Regions from separate parts of the Mus musculus genome. Here all the other regions are linked to region 2. The links are chromatin contacts, called in public ChIA-PET and Hi-C maps. All regions are on one chromosome and are shown on one strand. Each heading gives the region's core, a stretch centred on a gene start, on an enhancer-like site or on the middle of the called end of the contact. The rest is flanking DNA. Distances are from core to core; before and after follow the strand shown. Region 1 overlaps Reln (reelin). Region 2 holds the start of Reln (reelin). Region 3 has its middle 75 kb from the start of Gm42223.

Evidence for each region. A called contact is a pair of places that touch in the nucleus more often than the background predicts. ChIA-PET counts read pairs in DNA pulled down with a chosen protein or histone mark.
Region 1: a Hi-C map of cerebellum shows a contact between it and region 2, with 2.1 times the contacts expected there. The contact joins the enhancer-like site here to the promoter of Reln in region 2. A contact is called at or near these places in 3 of 39 promoter capture datasets (the 3T3-L1 cell line, the HPC-7 cell line and stem cell-derived epiblast-like cells), 3 of 484 Hi-C or Micro-C datasets (cerebellar granule neurons, cerebellum and nephron progenitors) and 1 of 115 datasets of contacts at active chromatin or transcription factors (cardiomyocytes).
Region 3: an H3K27ac ChIA-PET map of liver shows a contact between it and region 2, with 5 times the contacts expected there. The contact joins the enhancer-like site here to the promoter of Reln in region 2. A contact is called at or near these places in 4 of 39 promoter capture datasets (the 3T3-L1 cell line, embryonic stem cells, fetal liver and 1 more), 1 of 484 Hi-C or Micro-C datasets (liver) and 1 of 115 datasets of contacts at active chromatin or transcription factors (liver).

The regions. Positions count from the first base shown.
Region 1 is chr5:22,251,089-22,255,167 of GRCm38.p6, forward strand. The region is part of intron 2 of Reln (reelin); the gene reads right to left. Among named protein-coding and RNA genes, the nearest start is that of Reln, 92 kb to the right of the region's middle. Within about 2 kb of position 2,498, at least 2 of the 459 cell types and tissues checked have an H3K27ac peak or open chromatin away from gene starts, as enhancers often do. A contact at or near this core is called in cerebellar granule neurons and cerebellum, where this site is marked.
Region 2 is chr5:22,341,803-22,346,439 of GRCm38.p6, forward strand. It overlaps Reln (reelin), which reads right to left and starts at 2,903. Exons shown (of 65, transcript NM_011261.2): 1 at 2,378-2,903. The coding sequence starts at 2,606.
Region 3 is chr5:22,430,066-22,434,751 of GRCm38.p6, forward strand. No RefSeq gene overlaps it. Among named protein-coding and RNA genes, the nearest start is that of Gm42223, 75 kb to the left of the region's middle. Within about 2 kb of position 1,791, at least 3 of the 459 cell types and tissues checked have an H3K27ac peak or open chromatin away from gene starts, as enhancers often do. A contact at or near this core is called in liver, where this site is marked.

The sequences.
Region 1 (4,079 bases), core at 1,248-3,747, 91 kb before region 2:
CATGGAGTGTTAATAGGATAAAGCCTGATGCATGGCTGGTTTTATTTCCACTGTGTGAATATGTGACCTACTAATCTTCATCTAAAATGTTCAACTAGAAAAGCTTCTCAAATACATACCATACGATGCTAATGCCTTTTGAAAATTGACTCAAAATATGAAAAATAATCAAATTACATCCTGGAACTCATGCAATAATTTTAGTTAAAACCAATTATTTCAAGCTTTAAATTTTAATTTTAAAATTAGTCATTTCCACTTATTGTTTTTGAGGTGGATGATCTAACTAGGATACCAGCAACCTTCAGGTTGCTAAGTCCTACAAGCCCTTCTTAGACTTTGTTTTGATTTCTGGACAGTTCAACTTGCTAACTCTACCCTTTATAGAGCTGTTCCCTCTTGCTCTTGGAAGTCCTCTCACCCAGTGTCCCCCCTTTTCCATCACCTTTCTCAGAGGCATTTGATAATCCATCTGCTGTATCAGAAAGCCTCAGTTTACTGAAATTCTCTTCTCCCTTTTTCCTGAAAAGTGATCTCATTTAAATTGCAGTTTTACCAGCTCATTCCTAGATGTGTCTTAAGCCACAAGTTTTTGGAGCTTCTTCCATTGTATATGGAGCTTCTTCCACTTCCACATGAGGATCCAAGCTGTCTTGTCTGTCTTGTTGTTATTCCCAATGCCTTCACTCTCAGAGTGAAGGTTGTGTACTCAGGCATTGTCTTTCAGGATCATCTTGCCTGAACCACAATAGATCACTTGCAAATATGATGCCCCCCTAGCCCACTGATCACCACCTTGGTTCATTTCTCTCTGGATTATGTCCTAGTCTTCTTGCTCTATTCCTAATCTCTATCCAAGCCTCCTCCTCTCCCTACACTCTGGGCCCAGAAGAACCATTATATAGTTTGATTGTATGACTTACCAGTTAAAACCATTTCAAACCTCAACTCCCATCACAGCCTGTGAGCTCAGAGTTGATCCTAGCCTTCTTCTTAATGTTTTTTACTTACTGTAAAATGTCACACTCTCCTCAGCACCCCCAGCCCTGCTGGTTCTTTTATTTCCTGAACCCCAGATTTCATCACTATAAAATCATCATTCTTCCTGCCTTAACTTACAGACCCTAGCCCTCTCCTATGTGCTCCTGACATTTATAGTTACCCTGATCTTTGTAAATAAGATTTCTTCAACATTGTATCTTTGCTATCTACTTGGATAAATTTTAAAACTTGTAGGTACATATCAATTGCGGGGGGGGGGGGGTTGACCCCTTCTTCTGACTTCCAGGTATGCATATCTCATGCTTGCTCCTGAGAAATGTCACCCTGCTATACAACAGCATCACTGTTTAAGTGGCTTTGACTAGACACGGGTGCGAGGAGCACCTCCCACTGTAGGCTTTGGCACACTCTGTAGACTAAATGCCATGCCTTACTTTAAAATGCTGTCTTATGATGCCTGTCCATCCAGTTTGAGGAGAACTGAGGCTATACAGCAAACCAGTCGCAACCCCACCATTATCCCCAAAAGAAGAAAAGAGTCTGTTCTAACACACATATCAAAAGAATACAAACATTTCTACCCAGGATGGGGATGAGGTGTTTAAATACAAGCTTTCAACAAATAAATGGTATCAAATCTGCTTTCCTGTCTTCAAGCAAGGTAAATTCCCAAAGCCCCTTTTAAAAACCTGTCAGTTTTGTCTCTTAAACATAATCGATGCTTCTGACTATGGATCAATTTGAAGTTGATCTTCCATTGCTTGTCTTTCCCAGCAAACAGGCAAATGATCCAGGGTCTGTTTCTATTTCCAGACACTAGATTTGAAATCCAGATGAAATGCAGGCTTTTAATAACAAAATACACCTGAGGCTGAGATCTTAACGTTCACTAGTACTGCATCTAATACTGTCTTAATAACCTTGAATTTAAAGAATGTACAAAATGCCATCAGCCACATCCTTTTCAAAGACAAGATGGTGCTCTTGGGATCATGAGATTAAGAGCTATAAATCTGATGTTAGTTTACTGCCTGTGAGATATGGAGTAAGTCACTCAAATAATTCTAGTTTTAATTTCCATAGATTGTTTCTCTTTTGAAGTATGATTTATAGGATAGAGACAACACACACGAGTACCTAAAAACAGGTAAATAGACATGTCACTATTAGCTACCTCCAGTGATATTGTTACTATCCCTTTTGCTCATGTTTAACACATCAGGCAGCGCCAACTGTTAGTATAGGTGGGGAGAGCACCGCTTAGTTCTTTATGGTCTGATGTTTCATCAAGGGTCACTGAGATTGTCCACCACAGTAAAGGAGCCCAACCACACTGCTACTGCACCCTGGAAGGATGCTGTACCATATGCAGCCATCCAGTGCCAAAGCACTTGTCTCATTCTGATTTGGAGAAGGGTCTGACCTGCCAAACACCAACAACTATGCTTTCTGCAACATGCGAATGCATGTGACAGGTGTCTCCTGCCCCACACTGACCAGGAGAGCTGCAGCGGGAACAGATGGCCCAGCTGGCAACACGGGCGCTTGCCTCACTTGGTAGCATCATAGGTGATGCGGCTGGGTGGGATAACTCACTGTTTTCTGATGTGTCTGTAACCTTGACTGCTGTCTTTCCCACAGGCCAATTTTAGTTTGGATGTGTTTCTAATGTTCAGCATTTGACAACCAAGGACATCGGTAGGAAAAATGAAACATCTTTCAAAAAGCTGATCTTCTCCACATACAATGGCTCCAGCCCAGATATTAATTCCCTTTCCCTTGAGCCACTTTTCTCACCTATGTATCATTGCAATGTTTAAAAAAAAAAGAAAGAATATAAAGTTGCTTTGTGTGCACTTTCTACAAGCTGAATGTAACACTACAGTGTGTTCAAATGAGAGAGACCTCCCAACACCCACCCCAACCGAAATAAAAAGCTACAGACATATAACGATACTTTTCCCTAATGGTAACCAATGCTGAGACCATTTGTCTTCATCTGTATTTGTGCTAGATGACAGACAGTTAGCTTAGGAAGCAGGTGACTCTACCATCTGCCCTCACATCAGAAAGGGGACACAACACATTCTGGTAGGAAAACTTACACGTTTAGGTGTAATTTGTGAGTAACTGCAGGTTTAAAACACAGACTAGACCTTTAAACATGAAAAGGAACTCACATATTTGTTAATTAATTTATTCAGTTTACATCACAATATCAGCCACCCATCTCCTCTCAGTTCCCCCTCACACAGATCCCCCCCCCCATTCTCTCCCTTTTCTTTTTCCTCTGAGAAGGGGGAGCCTCCTTGGGTGTCATTCCCCTAAACCTCATATTAGCAAAGCTATTTTTACCTATCTTTTTAATTATAGGCCATCTGTAATACAAATTACGACTCACTGTCACAATGTAATTGATATGTAAAGATGTAGTAAAATTAAGATGATGTAATTATAGGTTATACATACACACTGTTCATTTCTGTAGGGAAAATCCCCTCGATCACCATAGCCAACATCAGCATCACATACACAGTGGTCAAGAGAAAGCACGAGTCCTGCTGACGAGGAATTAATGAAGGCTTTGTTCCTTCCCGTTCAAGCCTCCTGACCCGAGAGATCAGGTACTGACTCCTTAGGCTACCATCTATTCACCTTGGAATGTAATACACGATGACTACGTCTTGCTCATTGTTCATTTCTTTACTTATTTTGATATAGTGTTCCATGTGTCTCTGGCTGGCCTGACACTCCCTGTTCACTCTGAACTTCCAGTTCCCCCAGCGTCCACCTCCAAAATGCTGAGACAAAGGTTACCAGTCTGCACTTATGTTTTTATTTGCGATACACAGTAGTTTTATATATTTATGGGGCACAATGTGTTGCTCCAATACATGTAGGATGTGTAATGACCATATCAGAGTAACTGGTATGTCTACCATTCCAGATGTTTATTAGTCCTTAGTATCCAGACCATATGGACTCCTGTCTACTGGCCATTTTAGCTATGCCAAGGTTTCTCCACCATGAACAGACTGACCAATTTGTGTCAGTATTCTCCTGACTGTTCCCTTTCC
Region 2 (4,637 bases), core at 1,653-4,152:
GGTGCCGTTCTACTCACCAGCTCTATCTCAACACAGTCGTAAGGGGGAAAGAAAAAGGAAAAAAAAACCTCAAAACTACCAGCTCTCCACCCAAATGCCATTCATCCAAATCCCCGAGCTTGATGGAAATCTAAGACAAACTCGTTTTTCCTGACATGAGTGCTGCATTTAAAAGGTTTAGAAGGCTAGAAAGAGATTCCCAAGCCCATATTTTACAGATTTCCTTACGTAAGTAGGCTTTTGATCAAATGACCTCCTCCTGCTTTCAACATTCATCAAAATGAGTCAACCACAAATGTATTTATTATGTTTTCCTATAGTGAGTCAATTCTTACAGATGCTATTTTTTTCATTTCCAAAGGTTTAATAATTAAAAAGCCACATATATGTATAATTTCAGTTTTAAGCATTTCTCCTACCTGTAGAGCATTTTATAGGAAAAACACTGAAGGCCTAGAGTTATACAGCTGGTTCCCAAAGCTTAAACTTTGATACAATATTTAATAGGAATTTAAAATGGCATTACTCTAATAATTTGACCTTTCAAGTTACATGATAAAATCCCTCCATCTTTTCTGGTGGCATAAGAGAGGTTCTGGGGACCTGTTCCCTACAATGTCCAGTCTGAAAGAATGCATTCATTCCCCTCTTTTCAGGCTTAGTGACATGACTGCAGTCAGGCTGTGGTTCATCTGCCAACTTTACAGCAAACCCAAAAGCTGTAGATGGTTATTCTCAGTCTCACTGATACTCCCTTCAGCAGTGATGTACAAAGGGTCTGTGTGGTGGGGGCTGATGCGGCTCTGTCATCAGAGACACCCCTCACAGCTTGACAGGAGCACCTTTTAGACCAGCATTCACTCACTCACCGACTAGCGGCTCTCACAGATAACCAGCTACACGTCTGCTAAGGGGCACGCCAAGTGACCACTGTCTCAGTCAGTCTGTAGGTTAGGTCTGGGTGGTCACCACACTGGCGTTCCTTTCACTGCAAAGATTTCCATGATCTCAGAAAAAGCACCAGATAACTGTTGGGAAGGGAACACGTACAAGCAAACCCTTTTATTTAAAGGACTAGTTACAGAAATTGATTTCCTAAAATTAAATTATGAAATTGCAGGAACAAGGCTGCCACCCCTCTGAGGAAGTTGTTAAAGCCACTGGTGTAAATATCTAGGATGAACAGACTCAGCCAAAGCCATTTGGAGGTGGGTAGGAAGGTTTTACTGAAACAGAAAACTCTTTAGCATTTTTACAAAATTTTCACTCCCAAATCTATGTGAAATGCCAGCCACCTTCTGCTCTGTCAACACCTGTAGCCTATTACAGACAGCACCCTTGGGATGGCATGAGTTCACTCAATGATAGTTTATGTCATTGGGTATAAATATTTTATGGAAATTTTCCAATTTAACATTTCCTATCATTAAGAAGTCCCAGAATGAAGACAGAAAGTACACATGGTTTATCTCCCACATATTTCACTTGATTAAAAGTATATGGACTACACTAAATTGCTCTTCTTGTAGCTAATTTTTATTTTTGAGTAATGTTTTAACCTCGATGAAGGACTGCATACTACATTAAATTACTCTTCTTGTTGCTAAAATTCAACTTTGCAGTAATGTTTCACCTCGATGAAGGATTGCATACTGATCCCTTAGGAGAGGGATCGCCTTTGTGGGGAGAAGCTTGTAGGTCCTGCCAGGGACTTAAAGCTGTGCAGATACAAGTGATTAGTAAGCATCGCCCAGACAATGCTAACAACAGCAAGCACCAAGCTAAAAGTATGAAGGGGATGACAGAAATCATCAATCACTGATATTTTAAACGACTCTTTAAAAGAATAAAGGGTTGGAAACAGCCGCTCTGTTTCTTGAGGACAGATCACTAGGGACTCCTGGCTGCAGAGCAGCGGGAACTTTTAACTGGCCGCCGGCATGGGCAGCCACCGACCAAAGTGCTCCAATCTGTCGGCAGCTGGCCGGCAAAACCCAGTGACAACCCCAGCGCCACCTGGGGACCCACCAAGGAGGACCCAGAACAGGACAAAAGTCTGGTATCTAAGTACTGGGGTTAGGAAAACACGATGCGCAGGTTCGGCAGCTGCAGGGAGTGAAGGGGTGGGGGACAGCAGTACCAAAAGCTTGTGTGGCCTGTCACATAAGCACCAGTTTATGTGTTAGGGGACAGTTGAAATCCCAACTCAGGACTCCATTCTCCACTAACTTTGTTCTCTCTCCCCAGGCAGCGCACCCCGCTGAGGTAGGAGGTTGTCCCGGTCTCCGGCCGGCTGGCCCCTGGGAAGAAGGAAAAGGATGGAAAGATGCGCTCGCGGGCCACCGTGGCGCCGTAGGGATGCCGTGGTGGTACCTACCATGGTATTCCTGTCCCGGTACGTAGTAGGTGGGGTTGCCCGCAATGTGCAGGGAAATGAGCACCTCGCCCTGCTCCCCATCCCCTTCCAGCTCCCCGTGGTGGGTGCACAGGAAAAAGAAAGGCGAGAAGCGCGGGTAGTAGCCGGTGGCCGCGCGCGCCCTCAGCGTCGCCAGCAGCAGCAGCACGGCCAGGACGAGAGCCCGCGGCGCCCAGCAGCCGCGCTCCATGCCGCCGCGCTCCGTGCCGCCGCGCGCCCCGCGCGCTCTCTCATCCACTTTCGGAGGCACCGGCACGGAGGAGCCGCGTGCGGGGAAGGCGAGCCGGCGGCGGGCTCGAGCCGAGCGGGTCCGGGCAACCGAGCCCGCGGGGGGAAGTTAGCGGGAGACCGAGGCTCCCGAAGTTACTTTGGGCCGCCGGAGCGAGAGCGCGGGGGGAACCGGGGCCGCGGGCGCCGAGAGCGCGTCGTCCGCCTCCGAGCGCCGCCGCCGCCGGTGTGCACGCGACGCCCCTCGGCCGGGCTTGGGAAAGTGCCCGCCCCCTCCGCACCTTCTTAAAGCCCCGGGCGCCGCCCCCTCCCCCGCCGCCGCCACACGTGTCCCAGCCGCGCCCCCGCCCCCGCGCCCGTCCCCGCCCCCTCGGGCTTGCCCGCACCTCGGGCTGTGCCCGGAGCACACGCGCGCCTCCCGCCCACGGCCCGCTCCGCCCGGAAGGGCAGGGCTGCTCGGCCGCTGCGCGAACGAGAGCGGCCAGAGACCGACGGGCTGCCCCGGGGAACCGGAGCCCCGGGCTCACGGCTGCCCGTTCTGCGAGGACGCGCGGGGAAGCCGAGGGCGGCGGGGACCGCGCTGTTCTTTGTCTACGCCGGCTGCAACCCTCGCCCCTCGGGGCCCGCCGCCCCCCAGTCCCCACGGCCAGCGCTTGTCCTGGGGACCCTCCCGTCAGTGGCCCCAACCGCGACGGTGCCCCGCGCGCGCGAGCCCTTTCCAGTCAGGCCTCGCGGCCCCGTCGCTGCCCCGGCCCGGGTCTTCAGTGGCAGCCAGGCTGAAAGGGAGATTGGGTGACGGTGCGATTGCCACCTGGAGTGGTGCGGGGCCAGATCGTCGGGCTTCTCGGCCGTGGGGATTGTGGTGAGGGGACCCGACAGGCGAGCTTCGCCGGACTCTGTATTTACGCGTTGCTAGGGGATTCCTCGGACGGAGATGGGGGTAGTAAATTTTAGGTCCGAGTTTATTACTTCTACATGTCATGCATGACCACTGTCACTGGGGTGGGGGAGGGGAAGGCATGCAGAGGAGTGGCTGGCAGCAGCAATGAAACCGGCGTTAATGAGCTATCTCACGCAGGACTGCGGGCAAGTGAAACCATCCAGAAGCACGTTTTTTAACCGAGCACCGCTGGCAGGAGCCCCGAGGCACCCAGAGACGGGAGAACAGAGCTGCCAGGTTTTAATGCATTTCTCCAGGCTCAGCACCAAGCCAAAATAAGCCTTGCTTGTAAAGAAACCAGGAAACTGTAATGTCAGAAATGGTAGTCTTTGCCTGAGTTTGGGAGAAGGGCGTCAGAAGGCAAGATCCAAAGGGAGACCTCTGTGGTAATTTCATTGCAAAAGATTTTTTTTTTTCTGCCACATTCACAGTTTCAGCAGATAGGAAGGACCTAACTGCCTGTTGGTCTCCATTACTTCCAATCCTCCCAAAGTTCAACAGCACACATATTCATACACGCGACTAATATTACACTAGAGCAAAGTGCCATGCAGGCTGCACAGGCTTGTAGATCATTAGCCTAATGTAATCCTAACACCACCACCGGAAGAAGCAAAACTTCCCCCATTTCACAGGGGAGAAATCAGAATAGCTTGCCCCAAGTAAGACGAAGGCTGACTCTAAAGATGCCTGGCCTGCCACTGTCTACAGCCCGAGCTCGAGCTCGGGAGGAAACCAGCACGACCGGACCACCTACTTTGGGCAGGCCCAGGAGACACCTGCCTCCTCCTCCAGCCTAGATTAGCTTCGGTTTAGCTGCAGCAGCCATTATGATAAAGCTTGGCCAGAGCAGCTGTTTACATTCAAATTCAAATTCTTCAGTCACATTAACCACATTTTAAAATAACCCACAGCTACATATGGCTAGCAGGTATTGAATCAATGCAGACTTACAGCACTGTCATATACAGAAGAGAAAAGGCCAATGTGAGGTCTAGCCATTCAGTTACATTTGCCAACTACCTCCTATACACCAAATGGCTGGATGCCATG
Region 3 (4,686 bases), core at 541-3,040, 87 kb after region 2:
ATATTATTATAACCAGGGATGGGAAAACACCCATGATGCCACTACAGAGCCACCGAGGTGACTAAAATAAAGTGAGAAAGAAAGTGTTAGAAAAAACATGTAGAAAAGCAGAACCCCCATGCACTGCTGGATCAAATGAAGTCAACATGTTTAGAAGTATTCAATATTAGATATATTTTATGTACATTATCTCTTATAACCCACTTATTTCTTTTCTACATTTACAGTGAAGAACGTATTTATATGAACCACAGGTGTATATAAGTATTCATAAAACCCGGTATTCCCAAGTGGTCTCCCATCCAAGTACTAAGCAGGCCTGCTTAGCTTCCGAGATCAGACAAGATCGGGTACATTCAGGGTGGTATGGCCATAAACACTATTGCTGATGTCAAGAAGTGCTTGCTGACAGAACCCTGATATAGCTGTCTCCTGAGAGGCTCTGCCAGAGCCTGACCAATACAGATGCAGATGCTTGTAGCCAACCATTGGACTGAGCACAGAGACCCCAATGGAGGAGTTGGGGGAGGACTGAAGGAGCTGAAGGGGATTGTAATCCTATAGGAAGAACAACAATATCAACCAACCAGACCCTCTCAGAGCTTCCAGGGACTAAACCACCAACCAAAAAGTATGCACGGAGGGACCCATGGCTCCAACTGCACTTAAAGCAGAGGATGGCCTTATCTGGCATCAATGGGGGGGAGGGGGCTTGGTCCTGAGAAGGCTCAAAGCCCCATTGTAGGGGAATGCTAGGGCAGTGGGGTGGGTGGGGGACCACCCACATAGAAGCAGGAAGAGGGTCAGGGATAGAGGTTTTGTGGAGGCAAGAAACCAGGAAGGGGGATAACATTTGAAATGTAAATAAATAAAATATCCAGTAATACAAAATGATAAACCAGGCTGGACGTGGTGGCGCATGCCTTTAACCCCAACACTTGGAAGGCAGAGGCAGGCGGATTTCTGAGTTGGAGGCCAGCCTGGTCTACAAAGTGAATTCCAGGATAGCCAAGGCTACAAAAAACCAAAAAACCAACCAACCAACCAACCAACAAACAAACAAACAAACAAAAAGATAAACCTGAAAAAAAATTCTTAGAACAATTATTTATAACAGTGGTCCTGGTTTGGATTTGTTGTTTTAGATGTTGTTAGCACAAGCTAGAGTTGTTTGAGAAGAGGAACCTTAATTTATAAAATATCCCCATCAGATTGCAAGTCTATAGGGCTTGCAATTTCTTTCTTTCTTTCTTTCTTTCTTTCTTTCTTTCTTTCTTTCTTTCTTTCTTTCTTTTTAATTAGGTATTTTCCTCATTTACATTTTCAATGCTATCCCAAAGGTCCCCCATACCCACCCCCCCAATCCCCTACCCACCCACTCCCCCTTTTTGGCCCTGGCGTTCCCCTGTACTGGGGCATATAAAGTTTGCAAGTCCAATGGGCCTCTCTTTGCAGTGATGGCCGACTAGGCCATCTTTTGATACATATGCAGCTAAAGACAAGAGCTCCCGGGTACTGGTTAGTTCATATTGTTGTTCCACCTATAGGGTTGCAGTTCCCTATAGCTCCTTGGGTAATTTCTCTAGCTCCTCCATTAGGGGCCGTGTGACCCATCCAATAGCTGACTGTGATCATCCACTTCTGTGTTTGCAATTTCTTGATGGCAGATTAATGTGAGGGGCCCAGCTTGCTGGGGATAGTGGTGGCAAGGCTGCTCTTAGTGACATAAAAAAATGGGCTGAGCCAGCCAGTGAGACGTGCTGCTCCACGGCCAGCCTCTGCGGTGGTTCCTGTTCCAGGTTTCTGTCTGCCCTTCATGACAGATAGTCAAAGTTTTCTGGCAGCAATAGAAAGGTAACTAAGACAGTAGCCAAAAATAAACAGTGACAAAAACCAAAGTTCCATCCACTGCAAATAATAAATCACTGTGTGACCAAGTCATCTAACAGAAGAATGTGTTAGTAATGACAATGACTATGCTTTGCTACACATCATGGATAACACACGCACGCACGCACGCACGCACGCACACATGTGCACGGTTTCAACACATGTGAATAAATGAGTAGTGTCCAAAGACTTAGAGAGCCTTCTGCCAATCTCCAGAGCTCCTCTCTGCATAACTTGCTCCTCTCTGATATTCGGCTCACTGACCATAGCTGCTCTCACCTGTATTAATGACACAGGGAGGCTGTCACGATCTATTTGCACTCCTTTGAATTTCCTGTTAATGTCTAATCTCCAATGTGGCAGGGAGCATTAAAGGTAGGATCTTTGAGTGACTATTAGCTCATATGTCCCTAATTTGGTATCACCAATGAGGTTGGTGCTTATACAAATCGGCTTGAAGAGATTCTGTAGTCCTCCCTGCCACAGGAGGATACCCTAAGGAATCTGTCCTGTGAGCAACAGGAGCAGCTTGGGCACTGGATCAGTGCCTTGGACTTCTTACCTTCCAGAATGGCGAGAAATAATGTTCATCTGTTTACTAATTCTCTAGACCCAGTCTAAGGTATTGCTGCAGTGACAGTGATGTCCTCTTCCCAAGCCAAAGCTGGGACTGATGGCAAGACAGCAAGCCGGAGAGACTGAATGGAATTAACGACCTTACCTACTCGCCTTCTATCGTGGACCTCAATGTTAGGCAGCATGGCTTTAGCTGTTATCCATAGTTGGATGGAGCTTTCCAGCAGAATATAGCAATACTAAAAGTTTAGATTTTTCATTTCTGAAAGTTCTGCCTCATTTAGTCCTGGGTATCCACATTTTTGAAAGCATGTTGAGATGATTCTCAAGGTCCTCTACTGTTGCTTGTAACTGAAAAGGGCCAGCACCACCAACTGACAGCCTGGACTCCTTGTTTTTAAAATGGATGGTCACATTGCGTGCGTGGACATATGTTAAGAGTATGCTTATTGAATCATTGCAATTATTAGATATTAGACACACATTATTAAATGTATTGGACAATATGGGTCCCTGAAGTGAATGTACATTTGCTATTTTAGACTATCAATTCAAACTAACTTGGCATATAAACCTTTTTTTTTTTAAGTTGGATTTCCTTGTGAAATAACATTTCTATTTAAGGATTTTAAAGACTTGTTTTTCTTCAGGAAAATTGTTGGACCAATTTACATCTAGATTCTGTATTTGGTAGCAAAGATTTTTAGATTATACAAAGCCATATCTAAATTTACATATGTATACATTAAAAATATTATAATAGCAATGTTAATATTTATGAAGATTTTTGTTCCAGGCACTGAAATAAATTCTTTATAAAACATAGATCTTATTATTATCTCCTTTTATACAGTTTGATAGCTTATCCAATATTAGGCAACCAGACAATGTTGTAGCCACAGATCAGCTCGGGATTTTGATTCCAAACTCTATGCTCACATTAATTGCACAGTAAAACCAAATTAGAAACAAAAATTGATTTTAAATAGTTTAAAATAAAAAATAAAAACCTTTGTTTTCTCAGTACTCTCTCTCTCTCTCTCTCCCCCTCCCCCTCCCCCTCCCCCTCCCCCTGCCCCTCCCTCTCCCTCTCCCTCTCCCTCTTCCTCTCTCTCTCTCTCCCTGGAAAGGAGTAAAGATTTTGCAAGTGGGATTTTTTTTCTAACCCTCTTCCAACTGGTACAAGTCAATATTTACTATGATTGATTGAAATAAGAGCATACAGCAAGTCCAACCGAGAAAGGAAGTTCTCCTATATCAAAGAACTTTGATGCAGATAAAGAAGAAAATGATTAATCCTGGCAGAAACAGAACTTTGGTCCCATGTTTACTCTCTGGCAAATAAGCAGCAGACAACCAAGGAAACATCACCAAAAGGACCCAAGACTTTAGGAGCCCTGTGCATCCGTCTATATAATTCCCCCTGTGTAAAAGGATTTGTTTCTGTGGACTGCATGTTTTCTGCTCAGATGTCTTATGGTTCTCCACATCTTTTGCTCACTAAGCTTACAAAAGCTAAGCTTCATGTAGTTCAACCAGAATATTGTTTCACCTCCAAAATATGTATTATGTATTAACTTCCCCTAAAAATGGCAAGAGAGTTTATGGATAATGAACATCTAGGATTGTTATCTTCTCTGCCCCTAATTGCAATTGCCACGTGTGTGCTAAGCCAGTCTGAAAGTCTAACTAGCACTGGTTTCACTTATTGATGATATATCATGAGCTACTGCAAGAACTGCTTGTGTAGAAACAATGTGACCTAATCTTTTAGTGTCTCAGAGAAAGTGGCATCTGCCCTAGAAACAGAACTCCTAGGTTAGACCCACACACCTGGCTGTGGGTCCCAACATCAGCATTTATGAGCTGTGTGATCTTGGAACACCCAGAGTTTCTCTTTGCTCTCTGGAATGCATGGGTAACAACAACGACAACAACTCTTCCCAGGACTGTGAGAGGATGGGCTGCACTTTTTAAATAAAATCCAGCTATTATTAGATTGTTCGCACGGTGATTGGATAGGTGGATTCTTCCAGGTGTATGCCACTGTTAATTGAAACAGAATAAACAGTGTCTTGAGATAACAAATCCCAAGAGTAACATTTACAATCTATCTTAGCTGATTCCATCCAACCTCAAGACCCTTTATAAGTACATCCTACATATAGGATCTGCAATGGTCAGAGTTGATCAAGTGTATGTCTAATATATTTCCCCAAA